Regions from separate parts of the Anser cygnoides genome. Here region 1 is linked to region 2. Evidence: chromatin contacts called from public Hi-C data. All regions are on one chromosome and are shown on one strand. The core of a region is the stretch at or near the end of the contact, and the rest is flanking DNA. Distances in the headings are between cores, read along the strand shown. Region 1 holds the start of KLHL38 (kelch like family member 38). Region 2 overlaps NTAQ1 (N-terminal glutamine amidase 1).

Region 1 (4,985 bases), core at 417-2,916, 68 kb after region 2:
CGTTGGTGCTGTACAAGGAAAACATCTGTCTCCAGGTCGATTCGAGAATGCTCCTGCAAGTGGGTGAAGACTGAACAAGGGAGTCATTGGCGATGAAATGGAAAAGGAAAGTTGGGTGGACGTACTGAAGCCGGACCTTCTTGAACAAGTCTTGGATGTAGCCTTGTCTTGCCTGGAGGTCATGCCGGATCCAGACCATCAGTGTCTCAAAGACCTGCTCCTCCTCCCCGCAGAGGTCATCGTCCCCAAGGTAATCAAGGAGCTCCAAAGGACAGAGGTCCTTCAGGTCCTCAGAAGAGGCCACCTCAGGAAAGCATTTCAAAGCCATAGCCTTGGCTTTCTTATTCAGGCTTTGGCAGTTCAAGATTTTTGACAGTCTGATCATGCTCAGACAGTTGTCAGGAGTCAGCTTGTCTTGGAGGTAGGCAGAGCAGGCCTCAAACAGCTTAGCATACTGCAACATGGACGCCGTCTCCAAGAGGCACAAGACATTCTCGGCGGATATGAGAATCTCCCCTGTGTAAATGTAAAGGATAATCTGGTCCAAAATCTCAGCATCAATGCCCTTCAGGATGACTTTAGCCTGGTGACTCTCTTTGAAGTTGTTACAGAACATTGCCTTGAAGTACGGGCTGCTGGAAGCCAGCACATTTCGGTGGCAGGGGACTTCAAAGCCCCCAGAGCAGAGAGTAACATCAGTCAGCATCCTGCTCTGCCGCAGAGCATTCAGCTGCCTCAGCAGTTCGGAGGAGAAGTCCTGGTCTTTGAAGAGGAACTCCTCAGCAGATCCCTCCTCCATAGCAAAGTAAGAGAGATGAATTCTGGACTTGGCAGAAAAAACAAATTCTTAGCAGCTTTTATTGAAATATCCAGCTTCGAGGGAACAAATCAGGACTTTGATGTTGCTCTAAATATTCGTTTGCTGTTATGCATAAAAATGGAACATGGGTTAGGCACAGTGGGAAAATAATAAAGAGGCTAAAAGGTCACTAAGACCCTTTAAAATTTTTATAAATTTGTCAGATAGGTTGCAACTCTGGGGTCAGCATCGCCTGCGTCCCTGGCAAGAAGCAAAAGCACTGAAGTTATCTTGCTGATTTGGGATGAAAGCTGAACTGCTGAAGCAACTGGGTTGTTCATTTTAATCACATTGAATAAATGTGCTTAGACATTTATTCACTGTTTTAAAGTATTAGCAGTTTAGTAACTTGCGCCTCTTTCGCCTAGAGTTAGTCATTCCCAAAGAATGTAAATCTGGCAGAGCTGAACTCTGCAGCAGGGCAAACTAAACCCTAGAGACTGGGAATCTGCATTAAAACAGTTATTTGTTAACTCTGCTTAGCTGTGGTTTTTTTTTTTTTCATGTTAATCAGACACACAATGACTAAATTAACTGCCAGGCAGAACAATTTGACGAGTATTTCATGACTAACTGCTCAATCTGCAGTGAAATCATACGGTAGAAACATTTACCTTCTGTTGTCCTTCCCTGCATGCACTTACTCTCTGTCGCTTATTCTCTGCTGAGATTTTCCATAGCTAGAGCCTGGATAAAAACTATAAACCCACAGGACGTTTCTTTCAGTAGGTAAGTGATTCATAGAGGGTGATTTCTGGACGTGTTTATTCTGAAGTCACTTTTGCCGCTTTCGGGAGCTTTGTGCAGGAGCGCAAGGCGGTGGGGCATTGTATACATTCCAGGGCTAAGAATAGGCACATATGGGCTTCTCACTGTTATCACATGTGACGCCGCCGTTGCCTTTTGCAATGACCTGGCCGGTACTGAGCATGCCCAAGTGGTGTTTTTCTGGCAAATGTTTACATATAATAAATAGACACGGAGAGGAAAGTTCACTTATAAAAGTCCTGGCTGTCCGTTTGGAAACAGCAACAGGACCCTGTCCTAAAGTGCCTGGGAACTCGAGAAGCCTGTAAACAGTCTGCAATGCCTTGCGCTAGGTGATGCACTGTCACGTATTTTCATGGAGAAAGAAGGGCCTCCAGGGCTCCTGGTGTGGCGGATCGTGTCTCCACCTTATGGACAGGCCTGGGGAGCACCTGCCCGTTGTGGTCTGAGCCGGTGGGTGGGTGGGAGATGTTTGGTGCACAGGGACTCCATACCCAGGGCACCTAGCGTGGGCAGGGAGAAACAGAGATAGAAGTTCTCTCTTGGAGCAATTTATGCCCCTTGATACTTGATACAGAAAATAACAGGTTGTGGCTTTTTCTGTAAGGACTTCAGCTCTCTGAAACCCTTAACAAAGAAACATTGCAGGTGCCTTGATGAAAGTGAGCGTTGTTGGGAAAAGTGGATTAGTTTGTCGAAGTGAGGGCAGCAAGCTAGAAAATCACCTGAGGTGACCAGTCCCCAGGCTCCTCACTGCAGACACCTCGTTTGGGCCTTTAACTGCAGATGTCTGCAAGCGAACAACGTGTCTGAGCTCCCTTTGCAGCTCCTGAGGCCTGGTCAATACAGCCTCGGAGTTATCCAGGTGACCAACAAGCACCACCTGTGTTTGGGTGGGTGAATCGTCCTCCAGGCACCTCTGACTAAACCTCCACTGGCTGTAGGTGCACAGCTGCCTTGGTCATGTGTAGGTGTCTGTTTGACACTACCACGCAGGTATCTGCGATGATGAGCCTAAATCCATTCCCAGGGCTTGGATCAGTTGAGCACTTCATGCCACCAGAGGATCCTCCACATCCCCGACTGGCCCCACAGAAGGGCCAGGATCTCCAGCAGGTCCTGTGTAATGTGTCCCAGCTCTGTGCCGATATTCTGGGCATTTCAGGAAAAATGGCATTGGCTGCCCCGTGGGTGACTGACGCAGGCCCCTTGTCAATGCTGCAGTTCCTGCCTTTGTTTTGGGATGGGACTGGATCCAAAACACCACTCCTAAGCGCCGCAGCTAGAGGGAAATACGAGGTTAAAGCACAACTCTTCTCATGTTCTCAAAGCCAAGGCTCACTGGTGAGTGATGTCTGCGTCTGGTCACCGCGAGGCAGATGAACGAAAATCACTGGGAGCCGCTGTGCCCTCGTGTCAACCCCCGCGTGGCGTTAGCCTCCGCAGCCCGCCATGCGCTCCTGCCTCCGCACTGTGTCCCAGCAGAGACCGTGGGGATGGGGGCAGCCCTGTCCTCTAAAAACAGCAGCTTTGCATGACAGGCCGTGCCATATGTGGCCTTTCCCAGGGACTTCGTCACCCAGCCCAGCAACATGGTAACGTGCCTGAAGGCCAGCTGAGCTCTGAAGGCCCGGCCCCATGTCAGGGACGGGCTGGAGTAGGCCTGGCGTACCTTCCTGGAGGCCGTGGCATCTCCTCTCCCTGCACAGCCTGCGTCCATGCCCGGCCAAGTGAGGCGAGGGAGGCGAAGGGAATGAGCACAGGGCTCGTCTTGATGGGTCACTGTCAGGGTGCACATGGCAACGTGCAGCCGCTTCCCTCTCCTCGACCAGGGCACGGGCTGGAGGACAGCGCTGGGGAGAACGCGCCCTTCCCTCCATCGCTGCCTCACCAGCTGGCCAGGATCTCGCTGTAAATATTTAGAGTGGCATTAAGAACCCGAAGGAGAATTTCTCTCTCCTCATCCAGAGAACATTAGCTACCCAAACAAAACGCCCTCTCGCTTTCTTTCTTGCTCTGTATGTATACGCTCTTGTCGCGGCCCGTTTTGATGATTGATGTAGCTTTATGTCTCTGTCTGGCTTGGACTCTTTGCTGCCTGTTTAGTTCTTTCTCTTGTTGGCAGTGGCTGTGGATTATTTTTTTAACCCTTAAAGAAACAAATGACGCTTTCTCACTTCACTGATGACACTGCTTTATGGGGTCAGGGAAGGGTAGGTGGCATGTTCTGCTTTAGATACTGATAAATTTGGCATTTATTTAGAAGATCCCAGGCTTGAAGGTTTTGTACAGTTATGCAAACTCCTGCTAGCACAGAGTACAGTGTGTGCTGTTTGAAAAGCTTATTGCTCTTGGTGTGTGTATGTGTGTGTGCTGCTCCCTGCTCCATCCCCACACAGGTCCCTGCCAATTTGGGGCCGAGACTCCCAAGCAATGAAGCTCCCACTGCCTGCTCTCTTCTTTCCTTCCCAGAGCTTATGGTTTCAGACACATCTCCAACCAAATGGAGATGCTTAGCTAGGATTTCTTTTGTAAATAAACCAGAAATCATTTTTTTCATGGTACATTTTAGAACAGCATGCCCCGTATGGCCCCTATTGCTGTAGCATACCTTAGAATTTAATGCTTTTTCCCTCATGACCGCTGGTAAGAGAAGGCAGAGCTGTTTCTTCTGTGGAGCAGCGTAACTTGTCTGACAAAGTCTGCTCCTGAGTGAATCCTTGAGGCAGGTTCCCTAGGTTAGCATGCTAGTCATCGAGCCAGCCTCACAAAGGCTTAAGTGGTCTTTTTTTTTAGAATGATGGGATATCGTGCTAACCATGCAGTGGGATATTGCATGGATAATGGTGACTGGTCTGAACACCGTGTGCAGATGGGAAGTGGGTTTGTTGGCAGGTTATGTCACCTAATGACACCATGGGACTTGATGCTGCAGGTCCCCCATACTCCCGAGGAAGGCTGGAGCCATTGGGGTTGTTAAAAACAGCGACCCTCTGCAGCCTCCAGTTTATGAAATCCTTCAGTTGCCAGTTTCTAGGACACAGAAATGTCTACAAAGGAACAAGCACTCTGCTGCAATGCTGTATACTCACACTGTTCCTTCTGCTCTGAAGTGTTTAGGAGTGCTCAGTTTTGGGATTAGGGTGGTTGAATCTTTGATCTGACCCAGAGTAGCTCTTCTTATGTTCTAGTGTAATGGGATGATGAAACGCCTATTATCGTGCACTAAGCAGCAGAGTGGAAAAAAGCTGTAATCTAATCAGCCAGCAGACAGGTGCACGGAGAGGATTGGTGATGTCAGACAACTTCTAAAACTCATACGCTGATCCTATTACAATTCAGGTGAAAATGAACAAAT
Region 2 (4,585 bases), core at 484-2,983:
GAACTGAATAAAGTCTTTTATTTTTATTACTTAAGAGTGAACTTGTTTTTTTTTTCTAATACGTCAAATCAGAGGTTGACATCCCACCATAAACGGATTGCTTTGCCACCTACTATGCCCGCATTGAGAAGAGCGTTTAAACGCTGTAAGAAAAGCTTTGGGAAAAAATAAACTACTGAACGAGGTAGCTCGTACTGCTAACTGCTGCCGCGTTTTTATAGGGAGCTAAACTGAGAGAAAGAAGTGAAGGTTTTTTTCTTCCCTTTAGCTCCTTGAGCCAGCTTGCCAGGAGGTCAGGCAGCTGCTGTTGGTGGCATAAGGACAGCGGCAGGAACACCCGGCTGGGGGGAAGGGGACGTGCAGGACTGCCCCATGGAAGGACCGAGACTACAGCAAACGTTTGTGACGCGTTTCAGTCTTGGCGAGGAAAAGCACGGTAAAGGTGTTAAGTGTAAATGGCTTGTTTTATCTGGGTGTACAGAAAAATATAAAAATTTAAAAGATAATGTAAGGTAATATGGCCAGGGGTGGGTCCCAGTGGAGCAGCTGGAGCTGGCTCTGATCTGCCATGGGGCAGCTGCTGGGCTCTGCTCACAGAGGCCACCCCCTGCAGCTCCCCCCACTACCAAACCCTTGCCACATAAACCCAGCACCTGGGCGTTGCTCAGCGGAGCCGTTAAGCTGTTGCAGGACATCAGGTTTTCGTCCCTCCAGACATGAGTTTGCCTCTTGGTTAAACTCGTGAGCTACCATCCTGACCTGGTTCCTGGCGGCTGAAATCCGCGGCACGCTCCCTTTAGTGAGGCTCAGATACGAGAATTTGCCAAGTTCAGTCTGATTTCAGGATGAAGGCTGTTAAGGAGAACAGAGACAACCATTATTCGGAATGTACAAGTTAAAAATCAACATGAAGAAACATTCCTTTCTCTCTTTAATCACTCTCTAGCTTCTCCTTTCCCACAGAGAAGTCCTCCCGACTTTCTGTTGTCCACTATTATTACAGTATTTATGTGCTGAGAGTCCCTGTGTGGTGGCTTTTTGGACTTTCTGAACCCTTGAGTTAGGCATTGAAAAAACAGAAGAAAGTTCCTCGCAGTCCTGCTTTCTCCTGGCTTGTGTGTGCTGGTGGTCACTGGAAATTCTCTAGCACGTTCGCTGCTGGAAATGTGTGAGCCCTGACGGCCTTACATCCGCGCTGGGGGCACCCTGTCCCACAGCTAGGTCCTCTCACTTCCCCCAAACTGCGGATGCAGTAAGCTGCGACGGGATAGAAGACCCACGCCTGTCCTGCCTCGTTCTCCTCTGCTGCTTCTTTTTCATTAAGAATATCATTTATTCAATCCAACCTCTTTTATTTGCCTGTTTGGGACCTTAGGGGAAAAAAAGCTCTTTTTTTCTGACATGCGTTTTCTTGGTGCATATCTGCGTTTCTGCAGGTCTGTCTCGTGGAAATAAAATTTTTCGGTTGGCCAGCAGAGAGAGCAGTCAGCACGCAGCAAGCGTGCGGCCAGCTCCCCGCCGGCACGGCCTGCTGGGTGCTGTTACAGCTCAAAACAAATCATCCCGACAGCGGCGCAGAGGTGATGGGTGTCTTGCGGGGCTGGGGCAGTGGGTTATGCGTTGCCCTTGACTGCCTGGGCCCCTAAGGACATCGAGGAACGTGCCAAGGCCTTCAAACTACCAAGCCTTTGGATCAGACCGGCGTTCGTAATTCCTACCGAAATGGGTGCATGGCACCTTAGAACGTCAAACTAATCGATATATGGATTTCGGGGGCTAAATTTAGGCACCCAGGACGCTGCAATCCGACCCGCGCTATTAAGTGAGCGGCTGGGAGGCACCGGGCTGCACTTGTGTGAATCAGATTCCAGGATCAGAGCCCGGATCGGAACATTTTGGCCTGCGGGGCCCTTCCCTGCTCGCCCGCTCGTCATCCAGCCAGGACCTCACGCGTGCTGCGAAGCACGGCGCTGCTGCAACCATGTGCTGTAAAAACGGTCAGCTCTAGGGTCTGCTTTTCTGTTGTTAGAATGAATTGGGCCGAATTTCCCTATTTTACGGTGCAGCATGGTTGTTGTTTTCTCCTTTCTCCCTGCCTTTCCAGCAAACGCGGGCGGTGGATTGAAGGACACAGCAAGGAGCAGGCAGGAGGCGTGAAAACCCCGCCGGGTCCTTGCCGTAGCCCCCAGCACCCGAGAAGCTGGCTCCGCGTTTGGTGGGGTTGCCCTCCTAGGGTGCTTCGGATTTGCAGGCTCGGGGAAGCTCAAGGCGAAACCCGTCTCGACGTCCGCCTGCGGTAATCACCTGCTCAGAAATTTGAGGGAGCGAACGCCGGTGATTTTCTTCTCCCTCCTGGCTTCCCCCGTGCCCAGGCGCTGGCCCAGCTGAGGTCAAGGTTAATGAAGCATACCCGGAGAGTGAGTGTCTGGAGGCATCTGCGCAGCTTTGCTCAGCAGCTGCACGCGCCCTTCCCCGTGGAGCTCAGCGCTCGGCGAAGATCTGAGCAAGGCTTTTTTGTGATCATGGAGTCAGCAGAGAAACACTCGCTGCAAATGCAGCCTCTCAAAGTGCAGCTGCAGCAGTGGTTCTGGAAAATCTCCCCGGTTTGACCTAAGATAAACAAATATGGCAGCTCAAGTGTCCTCAATGTTTCCTTATACTTACAGTAGGAAATACCTTGGATACTGAGGGCAGCTAAAACAAATCTTGCCTAGTTATCTAAGGCCTCTGGCAAGTCCCTGAGTTTCTGGGTGAGCTAAGCCACTTCCCATGCAGGAGGCACACAGAGCTTGGTTTCGCACCGCCGAAAACAAGCATGCAAAGGACCCGAGCTGTGGACCGTCGCTCGCAAGGCCCGAGGGCGGTGGCATTGTTGAGTGTGATGAGCAGGGTGTTTCCAGCGAGCCGGATTCCTGACATTACAGGACTTAAAAGCAGGAAATGCTCATTTGGCTCCGTTCAACGTCATACCTGCCTTCCCATGCAGGGCTATATCTGGAACCCGAACGCTGCAATAAGGCAGGAATCATTATATGTTTTTTTTTTTTTTTTTTTTTTTGAACCGGCCTACACAGTAAGAATATGGTAGTTAGCTCGGCCTTCCCCTCTTCCGAGTGTGTAATTGTGGTGGCACGCTTCCCACCGCCTCGGCGTGGCTGGTCGGATGGCAGAGCACCAGCTTCGCGCTCGGAGCCCTCCAGAGAAACCGCTCTGCCGCGGCTTTTAACTATTTAGCTGTAAAACCTCCCTCCACTGCCATGGCTTCCGACTTGCAGGGGGGAAACAAGGGTTTCCAGCCCGTGTTTATAGCCCCTGTAATCAGTAAGGCTATTTATACTGTACTCATGTACTCATCACAGAGTACTTTGCTGTATGAAATGGTCATGGTTATATTTATACCCGTGCAAAAACAAAGTCATCGCAAACTCGGGTGGCAACGTTCGGCGTGTTTTGCCCATGCTGTGTGCTGCTGTTTCTTCAGCAAATGGAACATCTACCAGCCCGAGTCACGCTCCTAGCACAAAAACCCCAGCCTGCTGTACATCAGGAACCCCACTGGTGTTTTTCTGTGCTTGTTTTTTTTTTTTTTTTTTTGTCTTGTGTGAAATAAACACAACTATTTAGCAAACTAACTTTGACCAGCTGCTACCTCGGTACGAATACGAGGTGATGCCAGCAAAGTCCACAGAGTTATATTAGTAGAGCTGAAAGCAGAGTTTGATCCGTTCTGCCAGAGGTACTAAAAATACCTTTTAATATGCTAAGGTATGTGTCTAGCCAGAAGATGTTTTCAAACGCCTTGTTCCAGGGAGCTGCTACGCAGTAAACGGAGCCCGAGCAGCTCGGTCCTGAGGTGCAGGGGACGAAGGGCTGGGGAAGGCCGAGCAGCCTGGCTCTTGGCCGGGGGCAGCAGCACCGTGTTCCCCTCACGTTGGTCCCAGCAGCAGGGTGGGAAGAAGGGACTTGGAGGGGGTTACAGTGCCCTACCTGCCGTATGTACCAGTGGTGTTTTACTGGGAGGAATGAGATGCTTAATCCCTCATTTAGGGCTTTCCCTGTGGCCTCTGCGCTGCTTGGCATGGCAGCTGGGAGAAATGGGCTGGGACTGCCTTCCTCCACCAGTGTCCTGCTCTGAGAGACTTTGAGGGTCTCCATGTGCTCATGGAGAGGGACTAAAATGAAGGCCCTCAGAACACGTGTGTCTTTTTCTATACAGATTTCCACCTCCTCTGGAAATCAAATGCCGTTTCTGTTTGCTTTAGACAGTCAGGCAGGGTGTACTTACCTCAAGCAGAGTATATTCGTGAAAAAGACAAGTTCGTGATTAATGCAGAAAGATTTCTTCCCCACCACAGGATGAGCCATGGCCTAAAACCTTCAAGAAAAGCTGCTGCTGACAAGAAATTACTGACCTCCATTACTCACACTGCAGAGCCCAGCGTCTAAAAGACATCTTCTATTAATTAGGCGTACATAATGTGTGCGCAGGTGCCCGTGTGCCTCTGTGCGTGTGCCCTTATCGCTCCCATAAGCACTTGGCTCCTCCTGAGAAATGCTCACACCTTGGCTGCTGCTACCTGGCAAC

The links. A called contact is a pair of places that touch in the nucleus more often than the background predicts.
Region 1: a contact with region 2 is called in a Hi-C map of liver, with 2.0 times the contacts expected there. The contact joins the promoter of KLHL38 here to the enhancer-like site in region 2. A contact is called at or near these places in 4 of 7 Hi-C or Micro-C datasets (granulosa cells and liver).

What each region holds. Positions count from the first base shown.
Region 1 is chr2:151,496,383-151,501,367 of Taihu_goose_T2T_genome, forward strand. It overlaps KLHL38 (kelch like family member 38), which reads right to left and starts at 1,667. Exons shown (of 4, transcript XM_013185054.3): 1 at 1,474-1,667; 2 at 1-922. The coding sequence starts at 799. LOC125180358 (a long non-coding RNA gene) reads left to right here and starts at 668. Exons shown (of 3, transcript XR_010828785.1): 1 at 668-805.
Region 2 is chr2:151,428,433-151,433,017 of Taihu_goose_T2T_genome, forward strand. It overlaps NTAQ1 (N-terminal glutamine amidase 1), which reads left to right. Exons shown (of 5, transcript XM_066990719.1): 5 at 1-29. Among named protein-coding and RNA genes, the nearest start is that of NTAQ1, 12 kb to the left of the region's middle. Within about 2 kb of position 1,734, at least 2 of the 3 cell types and tissues checked have open chromatin away from gene starts, as enhancers often do. A contact at or near this core is called in liver, where this site is marked.